2 separate regions of the Mus musculus genome follow, and region 2 is linked to region 1. Evidence: chromatin contacts called from public HiCAR-type data. All regions are on one chromosome and are shown on one strand. Each heading gives the region's core, a stretch centred on a gene start, on an enhancer-like site or on the middle of the called end of the contact. The rest is flanking DNA. Distances are from core to core; before and after follow the strand shown.

Region 1 (6,408 bases), core at 1,846-4,345:
ACGATCAAAGCAAGACCAAGCGCAGGAGAGCAAACACCAACTCTTGCAGCTCCACAGGAGCTGGCATTTGGGACCCATAATGCAACACTTTGGGTTCCAAAGGGCTTGGGTAGCCCTGCCTTTCCAGATGCTTGTACCACCTCTCTTGAGTAGGCCCCAGTCCACACATGCAGCTTTCCTTTACAGATGTACCATGTTTAGTCATTGCCAGCATAAAAAGTAAACGCTGCACCCTGCTCCTCTTTATGAGAAAGAGCACAGAACTGCTACTCAAGGGACTACTTATCCTCTAGCATCTTCCAGGGAGCACCACAAACTCACCCTCAAACCTCTCAGGTAGTTCTCAGAGCCTGCAAAGGCTACTTGACCCATCAGCTATCACCATGTTCAGCACTGTGTATATGTTAACAGCAGGGGACACCTGACCTTTCCTGGTATCTGTTGAGTCACCCTCAAGCAAGCTCATCCCAGCTGCCTGCCTTCTTCCCACACATTCCTGTTTAGAGCAAATGGGAGAGGACTGGCAAGTTGGGGAGGGGGGGCACTTTCACTTCTGTCTAACTCATTCAAATAGATGCATGATTCACCAAGGAGCAAATCTCTGAACAACAAAAAATTCCCGTGTGATTCTTTAAGTAGCAACTCCCTTGGAAACAAATGCATGCATCCCAACTGTCAACATTTCTGTTCTGACAAGTGCTGTCTGTGTACCCATGGCCACTGACAGCCACCTGTACTGGCAGGGATGCCCCTTTCAGTTTGGGGCCTCAACAATGAAACGTCACAGGACTCACAGGTAGCGAGAAATGCCATAAATACCCAGCAGCAGATCATGTCTAGTAAGCAAGAAAGAGGAAGGGAGCGAGTGGGAAGATGGAGCCCAGCAGGGCTTGGAGCTTCAAGGCTTCTGGAGTGTCACAGTGGAGGTCACGCTAGGCAGGACGGCAACAGTGAAGTCCGTAATGACAAAAGAGAAGACAGACTTGAGCTGGCTCTGAGGCTAGCTTCAAGCAGGGTGGATATCAGGAAAACTGTGGTCACAGATTGAAGAAAGGAGACACGTTCTCACAAACTGCCCTCTCCCCACCACATGCAGTATGCTGCCTCTGACCTCCACACAAAATAACTGTTTCACATGATGGGGATTCCTGAGGAGAGCTATAGTGAGGGACAGATACAAGCGACACACACTGCATACACATATGAAAACTTCCTCTTTAGAATTAGCTTTGAGGTTTTATTTTTGTGTACATGTATGTTGTACCTACAGAAGTCAGAAGAGGGGTGGGTCCCCTGGGACTGAAGTTGTAGAGGCCAGGTTGGTGTTGGGAACTGAGCCTGGGTCCTCTAGAACGGCAGCCAGTGCACATAACTGCTAAGCGAGCTCTCCAGCCCCTATATGAAATGTTCAAAAAATTAAAATTTTTAAGAAATTTCAACTTTGTGGTCATGTGGGTGGATAGTGGTGGTGTAGTGGTACTGCCCTGACAGAGGGGTGGGCAGTGGTGGCCCAAGGCCTGGTACATATTTTCAGAGCCTCTTCCTGCCACAACAGGGTAAGGACTTTAAAAGCATAAATCTAAGAATACTCTCTGGGGTCAGAGCAGCAATCACAAAAGGTTTGAGGGATGGCCTCAAGACAGAAAGACAGACACCAGAAGAAGCAAGAGTTATACAGATATTTGGTAGTGGTACCTGGGTGGGTGGGTGGGTGGGGCATCTTAAGACAGGTCTCTGTGTTTATATAGCTCAGTCTCAGAGATCCACCTGCCTCTCTCTCCCGAGTGCTCTGGTAGGTCTAAGTATTTCTTCTTATCTTAGGTATTTTATAAACCTTGGAATTGGCACTATTACTCTTCCTAGCCATGTTTTTTTGTCCTGTCGTGCTGGGGCCTAAATTCCACTTTATAGATGAGAGAACTAAGGCACACGTGAATTTATCCTGAATTAGTAGTATGAAAGGGACTAAAGTCTGAATTGATTCAGAGAGCCCAGCTGCTTCCTTAACCTGTAAAAATAATCCAACAACTTAAAGGCTTTTAAAAGTTCCGGTTCCCTCAACGTTGGGCTTCACTTGTTCTTGTTTTCTTTTGGTTTCCTTCCCTTACAGACCTTTCATCCTGTTAGGGGGCGGGGAAACCACTTCATTGCCAACCCAGGCCCATATGGGCTGCCCAGAGAAGGGTATGTTTTTCAGTTGTGGGGGTAGGGAAAAAGTTTTTAAAAGCTTCTGTGATGATGTGAAGCTGGGTTCCCTTACACCCACTGTTCCTAAGTGATCCAGAATTTAACCCAGTCCGCTGGAGAGAACTAGGTGAGTAGTGGCTTGTATTTGAACCAAGCCCAAAGCAAAAAGTGTCGCAAGCTGTATACCAGACTACCTCTTTCCTTGTCTCGGACCCCATCAATTCCCAGTAAGGTCTACTCTGCTCGGGCACTGGGAGTTTTTAGCTTTTATTATTATTTTTTTAATTTTTAATTGAATAAAACATGGTAATTATAAAATTACTAAGTTTGGGGCATGTGCTCCCGGGCTGCTGAGACTGGCTAACAGGTGACAGATGACAAGGGTAGATCTTAGAGATAAAAAGTGCGCCGCTTTGCTTTCCTCCTCCGGATGCGTTCACTGGGCCATGGAAGCAGCAGCCGTCCAGACGCGAGCGGCTGTGGCTGTGACCCGCCGGTTCTCCGCGACCAAGGTCGACGCGCGCACAGCTGCATGGGGCTGCCAGAGGTGCGGCCCCACGCGCTCTGCAGGCCGCGCTGGCCCTCCACAGCCTGCCCCTCCGCTCGCCTCCACCCGGCACGGTCCGCAAGATGGAGGCGAACGCGCGAGGCGCCCCCATCGCGGCCAGCCTTTGTGCCCTCCAGGCCGCGGGCCTCCCCCAGGGTCCCCCACGCGGAGCCCCGGGCACGAGGGGAATGCCCCGACTCGAGTCTTGGCGCCGCGACACTCGAGCCGGCCACAGCCTTTTTACCTCACTCCACACCGCCGCACGTCCCGAGCGACCCGCGTAGCTGGGCCAGGGTCCCAGGCGGCGACGACGGGGCCTCCCGCGGGCGCCCGCACTCCTGGGGAGGGAGGGCCAGGCGCCCGCCACGCCCTCCGCCCTTGCCGCTTCTCCGCGGAGGACGCCCCATGAAGCAACCAATCCAAACTCTCCGTTCGGATGCTTCACCAATCCACAGCTCGTATCTGCCATGGGAACCCGCCCCCTGCAGGACCCTGGCCTATGGGTGGCCGGAGCTTCTTTCTCCGCTGTCCGGACGCGCGTGCCAGCTGGGTGTTCGCGGTCCTGGCGTCCACGCAGGCCCACGCGGATAGCAAGGCGCGCTCTCCGCGGATCGAAGGCTTGCGGTGTTTGGGTCGACGTGCTCTCCGCGGCTGGGAGGGTGGTTCCAGGCTTGGTGCTCCCCTTTTGCGTTGTGTGGAACCCCCAGGGCATGTCCGAATCTGGGCATCGGGCAGAAGTTGGGCGAGGGGACCAGGTGTGGGTCGAGCTCCCTCCCTCCCCCCACCCCCGGCCCCTCGCCACCGTCCTGAGACTCTGAGGCTCAGGAGGCCCAGCCTGTCTCACCAGTAGTGGGAGAAGGGACTTCCACAGTGTTCTGGGCCTGTGAAGTTTAGAGAAGGAGCTGGACTGATCTTAACACGACAGAGACTTAATCCAACCTAAGACCACAAACTTAACTGCCAGGCTGGCCTGCCTGGCCATAGTGCTCCTTCTGCCTCGGCTTCCCCAGTGCAGGGAGTACAGGCAAACCCTATCATGCCCAGCTTTTTATTTGGCTTTGTTTTGTGTGTGTGTGTGTGTGTGTGTGTGTGTGTGTGTGTGTGTGTGGAGAGAGAGAGAGAGAGAGAGAGAGAGAGAGAGAGAGAGAGAGAGAGAGAGTGAGTGTAAATTTCATCGTATCCCAGGCTGAATTTGAACTCCTGATTTTGTCCCAGTCTTCCCCATACTGGGTGTTTTAAAGTAAAAGTGTATTGTTATATGCAAGGCCTTGAATTCTCTCTTCAACCCAGAAGGAAAAAGTTAAAAAGGAATTCAGAACCGAAATGTGTCAAATAGGTAGGTAGCATTTACCAGCGTGTATCCAGTTACTTGTTTAAAGGAAAAAATAAATAAAGGACGTATGAAGTCATTTAGCAGTAAATATGGTAATGCGATTGAGCACCTGGATGGTCTCAACCAGATGTGTTCTGTACTCTTCTTTGACTTTGGCCCAGCGGCCTTCTCTAAGTGTTCTTGCTCAGTTGGAAGGGCGTCCTGAAACACAGAAGCCCAGGAACCACACTGCTCTAAGAGGAAGCCTCCTAACTGAGGTGTTGCAGCTCCCAGGGGGAGGGTATCCCCAGCTCAGCCCCACTCCTGTTCTTTCCTTCTCTTCATTGCTTCTTGGCTTCTGATGAGAGAGTACCACCAGGCAGCAAAGCTCATAAAAGATATTTATTGGAGGGTCCAAAATGTGGAGGGATGAATCCAGGGGTGGCCACCTCCGCTCCAGGAGCAGAGAGCAGGGAATTGAACAAAGAGCAGGGCTTATATAGGGTTTCTTAGTGGGTGGGGCTTTTCAGGACAGAGATTTCCAGGATGAGGATTGGTAGGATTTCAAGTCCTGAGCTTGGGGAGCTCAGGGATTGGTGGATTCTTGTGCTCAGGGATTACTATGTTTTTGTTTGAAGCTCAGGGATTGGTGGGTTTTTTTTCCCCACCCCTTTTCCTTGCATCGGGCCTATGGGTTGGGATGGGAGGACCTTCCCAGCCACAGGCTGCTTTGGCTGAGGCTCCATCACTGCCCAGCTGCTTGGGGAGGCTGGACGAGGTGTTGCCATTGTGAACAGCTCCTGTGATGGTTATTTCACGGTAAGCTGAGATGGGAAAAGTGGTACCAGCTTCTGTGGGGCACCTCCTGCAGACTGAGGAGATGGCGTTGTTTTGATAGTTGCTGTTTTTTGATAACTCCAGTGGTGGTGGTATTTTACAGAGGCAGGCTGGCACCAGTGTGACAGATCTTGCACCACTCAGGGACTACACCACCTTCTCACCTTCTACCCTATTTGCTCCTCCTCCTCCTCTTCCTCTCCCCAGTCATCTCCCCCTTCCTCCCCCACTTCCCCATTATCCTTCTCCTTTCTCTCCCTCCCCCTCCTTATTGAGACAAGGGCTCATATATCCCAGGCTAGACTGGAATCACTCTGAATGTCTGAGGTCCTCCTACCATGCTGGGATTGGAGATCCATGCCACCACACCTGGTAGACGTGCTGGCACAGTCAACCCAGAGCCTCATGTATGCTCAGCAAGTGCTCAAACAACTGAGCTACATCACATCACCAGACCCCTGCTCTTTTTAATCCTTGGCATAAAGAAGAACCTACTATAGTTTCATTTGTTGTCTTAATAAGGCAAGTTGATTTTTCTGAGCCTGCAGAGTATGGTAGTGATTGCCAGGACTTTACATGATCACAACCAAAACAGTGAAGTGTACCAGTGAGTGAAACTTTAACATTCTCCAAAACAGGAAGGCGTGATTCCTATGAGACATTTATTCCTATGTCATATTCATCTTGATCTCTTCTGTTTTATTCATTGATACTTTCTGAATATAGGTGCAAATAATATTTTTGCATTATACTCCAAGTCTTTTTATTTTATTTATTTATTTATTTGGTTTTTCGAGACAGGGTTTCTCTGTGTAGCTTATTTTATTTTTTTATGACATTATTTGTGTGTGTGTTGGGGGGGGGGTGTCACACACCACAGTGGGAGTGTAGATAACAGAGGACAGCTGTGGGAGTCCATTCCCCTCTTTTCACAGTGTGGTTCCAGAGATTGAATTCAGGTCATCAGGATTGGAGCAATGGTCTTCATTGCTAACAAAATGGCAATGGTGTCCATAGTAGAAATTCTGGCCCTGCAGACTGCCAGATTTGCTCGATGAGTATTACTCTCCATCAGGGACATTTGCAGACACTTGGGAAAGGCACATAAATAAATAACAAATAATAAACAAGAAAAAGAAGGGAAGGAAAAGAAGGGGAAACACCTGCTTTCACTATATTCTCCCCCCCACCACCACCACATGGAGAGCCCACTACCTTGTGAAGAATAAGGTCAGCAGAGTTCCTGCTGGAATCTGTCCTTCTGTGGCCAGCCCATATCAACCTCTTGTCTCCCTAAAGTCCCAAGGAAGCTCTGAATGTTGGGCTGGTCCCGATTTACTGGTGTTTTCATTCATCTTCAGGTCTAGATTTGCTGACAACTTGAATATCCTTGGAATTCCTGCTCCCCCCATAGGTCTGCCTTCTGCATAGCAACCCCATGTTAGGAACTTCAGCAGATATGTAGAAGCTTCTAAACGAGGACAGTATAAAGGAATAAGCTTGGCGTGAACGTCACTCCGCTGTC
Region 2 (6,408 bases), core at 2,757-5,256, 2.7 Mb after region 1:
CATTCTCTGTTCCACCTCCTGAAGGGGCCAAGATCTTACCTGGCTCCAGTCCCCGGGGTCCTCCACACTCTGGTATGATGCAAGCACCCAACATGGGAGACACCTCCATGATGCCAGTAGCAGCCCCTCCTCCTGGGGTGATGCCTGTGGGACCTGTTCCTCCAATGAGGCCACCCATGAGAGACACATCCCCTTGGTGTCCAGGCCTCCAGTGATGAGATGGCACTGACCTGGCATGGCATGGCACAGGCAGGCAGACAGGTAAGAACAGGGGATCATCAGTTCCCTGCTTTTCTGTTTCAGACCATGGGGCTACACCGGAGTATTTTATAGTGGTATGACAAGCAAACTTCTCCCCATATCTAGCGTAGGGAAGAGTTTTGGCTAGGAGTAGAGAGACTTTTTTTTAAAGTAGTTTCATTTGTATCATGAACTGTGAAAATAAAATGAGTAGATTTTAGTTTAAAGGAAAAAAAATCTGGCAGAAAGAATGCCTTCTGTCCACAGTTTCTTCTGCTTGTAAATACTATGACACCCTTACATCATATATCTATGTATGTTCCCTTTTATTAAAGATGGATGGGCTAATGAGATGGCTCAGCAGGAAAGGACACTGCTGCCAAGCCTGACCATCTGGACTTGACTCCCCCCAAACCACCTGGTATTACAGACCATTAATCCCAGCACTTAGGAGACAGACGCAGTGGATCCTGTGAGTTCCAGGCCAGCCAAGATTACATAATGAGACCCTGTCTCAGAAACAAAAGCAATTCCATACAGTGGAAGAAGAGAAGGGATTCAGTGTGATCCTCTGACCTATGCACACAATAAATATATGTAATAAAACTTAAATAATAGGCATTCTCCACTTAAAAATCATTTTCACTTTATGTTTTTATAAGAACTAGAGACATCTGGGGCTCAAGAGATATTTCAGTGGCTAAGAGCATGCACTGGTCTCTCAGAGGACCTGAGTTCTGACCCTAGCAACCCACATCAGGCTACTCACAACTACCTGTAGCTCCAGTTCCAGGGAATCCACCACCTCTAGCCACTACAGGAACCTGCATTCACATGCACAGGCACACATAAATACATACAATTCAAGATGCCCTGTCTGCCCTCCAGGGTGTTGGCACATCTGGCTACCCTGACACTACTTTACCACAAGTGACTCCTCCCATTGCATGAGGCAATTCCAGTCAATTTCTGTGAAGTAATTGCATTTTTTTTCTCGTATTCAAATATTGTAAGAAAAATTAGGTAGTGGTGTTGCCTTTGATCTCAGCATTGGGAGCCACAGGCAGGTGGATCTTCAAGGCCAGCCTGATCTATAGTGTAAGCTCCAGGATAGCCAGGGCTACATACAGACCTGTCTTGAGAACATGATAAAATAAATGTAATAAATAAAAGAATAAGGATTTTTAGTAGCAAGTTAAAATTTAACAGGAACTTTAAATAGTGTGGTTTTAGGCTGTTTAGACAGTTGAAACTACACAGTGAAACACTGTCTTGAAAACCAACAAAAAAGTAGACACATTAAATTTGCCGCCTCATCTGTGTGCGCTTGGATGTAAGAGATCAACAGCAAGCGTCCTCAGTGGTACTCCCACTTACATGTAAATGGGTACATGTGCTGTGGGGGCAAGAAGTTGAATTCAGGCATCCTGCTTTACCACTCTCCAGCTTTTTCTTTAAAAAAAAAAAAAAAAAGTGATTGTGTAGGCCAGGGGATAAGTTGCCACAGTTAATTCTCTCTTTCTCCCATGTGGGTTCCAGGGACTTCGATTGTCAAGCTTAACAGCAAGTGGCTTCACCTGCTAAGCTCTCGCTGGCCCGCAACCCTATTTTTAAATTCTAGCACAAGGTCTCACGGAACCCAGAGCTCACTAATTGGCTAGGCTGGCCGACTGGCCAGTGAAGTCTAAACATCTGCCTTTTTCCACCTCACAAATGCCGGGTTCCAAACATGCCTGTCATTTATCTGAGAACCGGGATCCAACTCAGGGCTTCCTACTCTCACGGCAAGCGTTTTCCTAGGGAGTTGCCTCCCTCACCATCCACTTCACCTTTTAAAGGTGTATTGATTTTTATTTTATGTGTATGAGTGGCCTGCCTGCATATATATAAGTGCACTGTATGAGTAGCTGAGGCCATGAAGACCAGAAGGTGCTAGATCTAGAACTGGAGTGACAGACTAGAGTAAGCTGCCACATGGCTTGTAATCAGAATTAATACAGTGGTCATTAGCCACATATGGCCACTTTAACCATTTCGAATGTGGCTAGTTGCAACTAAAATGTTTTAAATGTAAAATGCACATCATATTTTAAAGACTTTGTGAAGGAGCTGGAGAGATGGCTCAGCAGTTAAGTGTACTGGCCATTCTTTCAGAGAATTCAGATTCAATTCCCAGCATCCCCATGACAGATCACCACTGTCTGTAACGCCAGCATCAGAAGTTCCAACACATTCAGAGATACACATGCAGGCAAAACTTCAATACACAGAAAATAAAGACTTTGTGAAAACAATACATTGAATAGTAATTACATAAATGATAGATACCTTGAATACACTTTAGTTATAACAGCTTACCCAAGGGGAAAAAAAAAAAAAAGTCACAGGAACCAGCTGCCAGCTGGGCAGATAGCTCAATTAGGGCCTGGTTCTGATTCTCCAGCACCCATGAAAAGGCTGGGCATGGTCCCCTATTTCTGTAACCCAAGCTCTGGGAGAGCAAATACAAGCAGATCTCTTGAGTTCTTGGCTGCTCTAGCCAGTCAGTGAGACTGGATTCCAGGTACAGTGAGAGAGAGACTCTGTCTGGAAAGATAGGTAGAGAGTGATAGTGCAAGGTATCCCCCCACACGCCACCCCCCACACAGAGTGAGATAGTGCAAGGTACCCCACCCCATGCCACCCACACACACAGAGGTCACAGCAGGAGATGGTGGTAGCTGCTTGAAATTCTAACACTTGGGAAGTGGAAGGTGGATCAACTACACGTGAGTTCAAGGCTAGTCTGGGCTACAAGAGATCCTATCTCAAACCCCAGGTGGAATGGGGGACTGGAGAGACTGCTTAGAAGAGCCCTAATAATGCTCTTGAGGAAGACCCGGGTTTCCAGCACCCATGTGGTGGCCTATAACCGTTCCAACCACCAGTGCACATGCAGGCACCGCACCCATACACATAAAATAAAAATAAATCTTTTTAGTTAATTTCACCTGTTATGTTGCCCTCTAATAGTTTTCATGAGACAGTCTGATGTATACTTCGTTCCATTTGGAAATCATAGAGTCGACTGCTTTAATGGTGTTTACTCCAGTTAATCAATCCTTTATCTCACCAACCACCTCATGCTAACGCTCCCCAACTTCCACAACCCAGGAAAGCTGGCAAGCACGCTCTCGCTCTCTTTAAACAAGGGTCTCACCACATTGCCCTGACTGCCCTGGAACTCTGTGCAACAGGCTGGCCTCGAACTCACACAACTCTCTGCCAGCCTCTGCCTCTCCAAGTGCACAGATTAAAGGAGTGCACTACAACGCCCGGTGCAACATCAAAGTCCGAGGCGAAAAAAACTCGAAACTTATCTATACTACAGACACAGAAAGTCTTGAGGGAGAGAAAAAAAAATCAATGTTTTCACCGTTATGTGTCCCTAAAACAAGGGCGCAACAGAGCGACCTCCACGGCTCAGGAGGGTCGCTGAGCGCCCAAAGACAGCAGCACCCGAGGCTGGGGGCGGGCCTGAGGCTGCGAGGAGGGCAGGGCTGCTCGGCGGAACCACCGTACCTTGAGAAGTCCTCTCATCTTCGCCAGGAAGGGGCGGAACTCCTCCGGTGGCACTTCCGGATAGAGTTGGCTGTGCAGCAGCTCCTCCGTGACACCCGAGTGTCCGTGAAAGGCGTTCTGCGCTAGGCCGCTCAGCAGCCCGCTCAGGGACTTGCCACCCTCCAGATCGCCCGCCATGGCTAAGGAGGGCCTGCCGCCCAGCGGCTGAGCTCCGGTCCGCTACGGGGGCCGAGAAGGGCCATAAAAGCTGGCAAAGGCAGCCACGGAACGCGATGCCGGGTTCCTCCACTAGTCGATATAAACAGTTCTCTCGTTTGCTCTGCCACACACATCCACTACTTCCACCACAGCCAAATCCACTCAGTTTCCTTTAGAGTCACTGTGTTTTTGTTGTTTCCTTCTTCACTCCGATGTGCAAATGCGCACTCAAAGGAACGATCGCTGGCTGGAGATACCTAACTGTAACTCCGTAAGAATGCCACCTTAATTCTTCGATGGCTGTATCTCATTCTACAGCTTGCAATTAAATGAGCAGTGCCTACTACTCAGTTCTAAGCTCTATAATCTTTTCCCCACGCCCCCCAAATGTAGCTACTTCATGAGGACATGATCTCTTTGCTTGCATTAATTCCTTTGTGTATACCCGTACGTTGTCTTTCTAGCCATTATCAGTAGTCTGGTCTCCATTTCTATAACCACTATTTTTCAAAGCCTTATTTTCATTCTTAAAGTGGAATCGCATTAGTAAATACTTATCTACATAATTACCCAAAAAAAAACCCTTACTTATATTCAGCTATAATAAGCGTGTAGCATGATACTATAATATAGGTGAACCTTTAAAATGTGCTAAATGAGGGCTGGACAGATTCAATGGTTAAGAATGTATACTATTCCTGTAGCGGACCAAAGTTCAGTTTCCAGCACTCGCTTTAGGCGACTTACAACCTCCTGTAACTCCAACCTCAGAAATTGAAAGCTTCCACCAGCAATGTACTCATGTGCACAGACAGGCCTACATAATTAAAAAGAAAAAAAGAAAAAAAATGCGTGAAACGAATGAAGCCAGACATGAAAGACAACTGGACAATCTTATTTACTGCTAAATTAAGCAAATCCATACAAAAATCCAGTTGTCAAGGACTGAAGGAGGGAAGAATAGGAAATGACATAATGGGTACAAAGTCTGTTTTCAGATGATGAAAATGCCTATGAGCAGCCACTGGTGATAACTACACGGCTTTGTCCTTTACCAAAGCACAGTGAATTGTATACACTAAAAGACAGTTTTGCAATATGTAAATTAGCTCCCAATTGGAAAAATTAGTATAAGCTAATTGTAATTTAAAATAAAAACCCGGGCATAGTGGCACACACCTTTAATCCCTGCACTCAGGAGGCAGAGGCAGGCAGTTTTCTGAGTTCGAGGCCAGCCTGGTCTACAAGGTGAGTTCCAGGACAGCCAGGGCTATACAGAGAAACCCTGTCTCAAAAAGACCAAAATAAATAAATAAAAATAGCATACTGGGTTTTAATCCCTGAACTTGGGAGGCAGAGGCATTCTCTGAGTGTGAGGCCAGCCTGGATTACACAGAGAAACCTTGTCTTGAAAAACCAAAAAAAAAAAAAAAAAAAATTAAAATAAAGGAAAATGGTATAATAGACTATGAACTGCAGTGTGTTTAAGCACAGCTATGTCACTGGTGAGGAGGCATGCAAGGCAGCCAAATGCCTCCATCTTTTTTTAAGGAGATGTGTTTGGAACTGTGGCTCCATAAAAGATGTGGATTTGAGGTTTGGGGAGAGGTTGTTCTGTATAGCTAGCTGCATCAGCAAGTCAGGCTCTGTCTCTGGAGTCCTGTTTATGCCCTCCAAACATCACGTGTCCTCCATGTGTCTCACCTAGAGCACAGCTCTTGCCTCAGCACACACACCCAATCAGCTCACAAACTATAGTACACCACTAAAAGTTTTTTGGTACCTTTCTCTCTATGGCATTCCGACAAATGTAGCTCAACTATATAATATAAGGCAGACCAATGTATGTGTATTGTTAGTAAATAATCTTTTATCGTGTGTCTTTTCATGTGTTTGTTTATGTAAAACATCCCCTCTCCTGTGTCTGCTTCAGCTAAACATTCCTTCACATGTTTGTTCCAGCAAAGCACCACCCAGCTGACTTTCCAAAGAACCCTTAAGTTTTTACTTTAGTTGTGTTTTGAGAGGATTAGACACAAGGCTATGTGTGTTCTAGGCAGGTGTTCTACCACTAAGCAACATCTCCAGCTCCAGTGAATTTGCTTTAATTTTTAAATATCCATATGAAAGACCAGAGATTCATTTCATATATAACTCATACTGTGTTGAGGACTTGAGTACACAAACAGTGGCTATTTTTAAAAATTGTTTTAATTAGGTCTAAAATGTCGATATAAACCTTATTGATCGGGGCTAACAAGATGGCTCAGCAGGTAAGAGCACTGACTGCCCTTCCAAAGGTCCTGAGTTCAAATCCCAGCAACCACATGGTGGCTCACAACCACCGGTAATGAGATCTGACGCCCTCTTCTGGTGCGTCTGAAGTCAGCTACAGTGTACTTATGTATA

What was found. HiCAR-type assays count read pairs that join an accessible place to other places.
Region 2: a HiCAR-type map of astrocytes shows a contact between it and region 1, with 2.7 times the contacts expected there. The contact joins the promoter of Commd1 here to the promoter of Cep68 in region 1. A contact is called at or near these places in 3 of 39 promoter capture datasets (frontonasal cranial neural crest, liver and pre-B cells) and 1 of 115 datasets of contacts at active chromatin or transcription factors (astrocytes).

What each region holds. Positions count from the first base shown.
Region 1 is chr11:20,246,329-20,252,736 of GRCm38.p6, forward strand. Cep68 (centrosomal protein 68) reads right to left here and starts at 3,096. Exons shown (of 7, transcript NM_172260.3): 1 at 2,979-3,096.
Region 2 is chr11:22,978,278-22,984,685 of GRCm38.p6, forward strand. Commd1 (COMM domain containing 1) reads right to left here and starts at 4,007. Exons shown (of 3, transcript NM_144514.2): 1 at 3,802-4,007. The coding sequence starts at 3,978.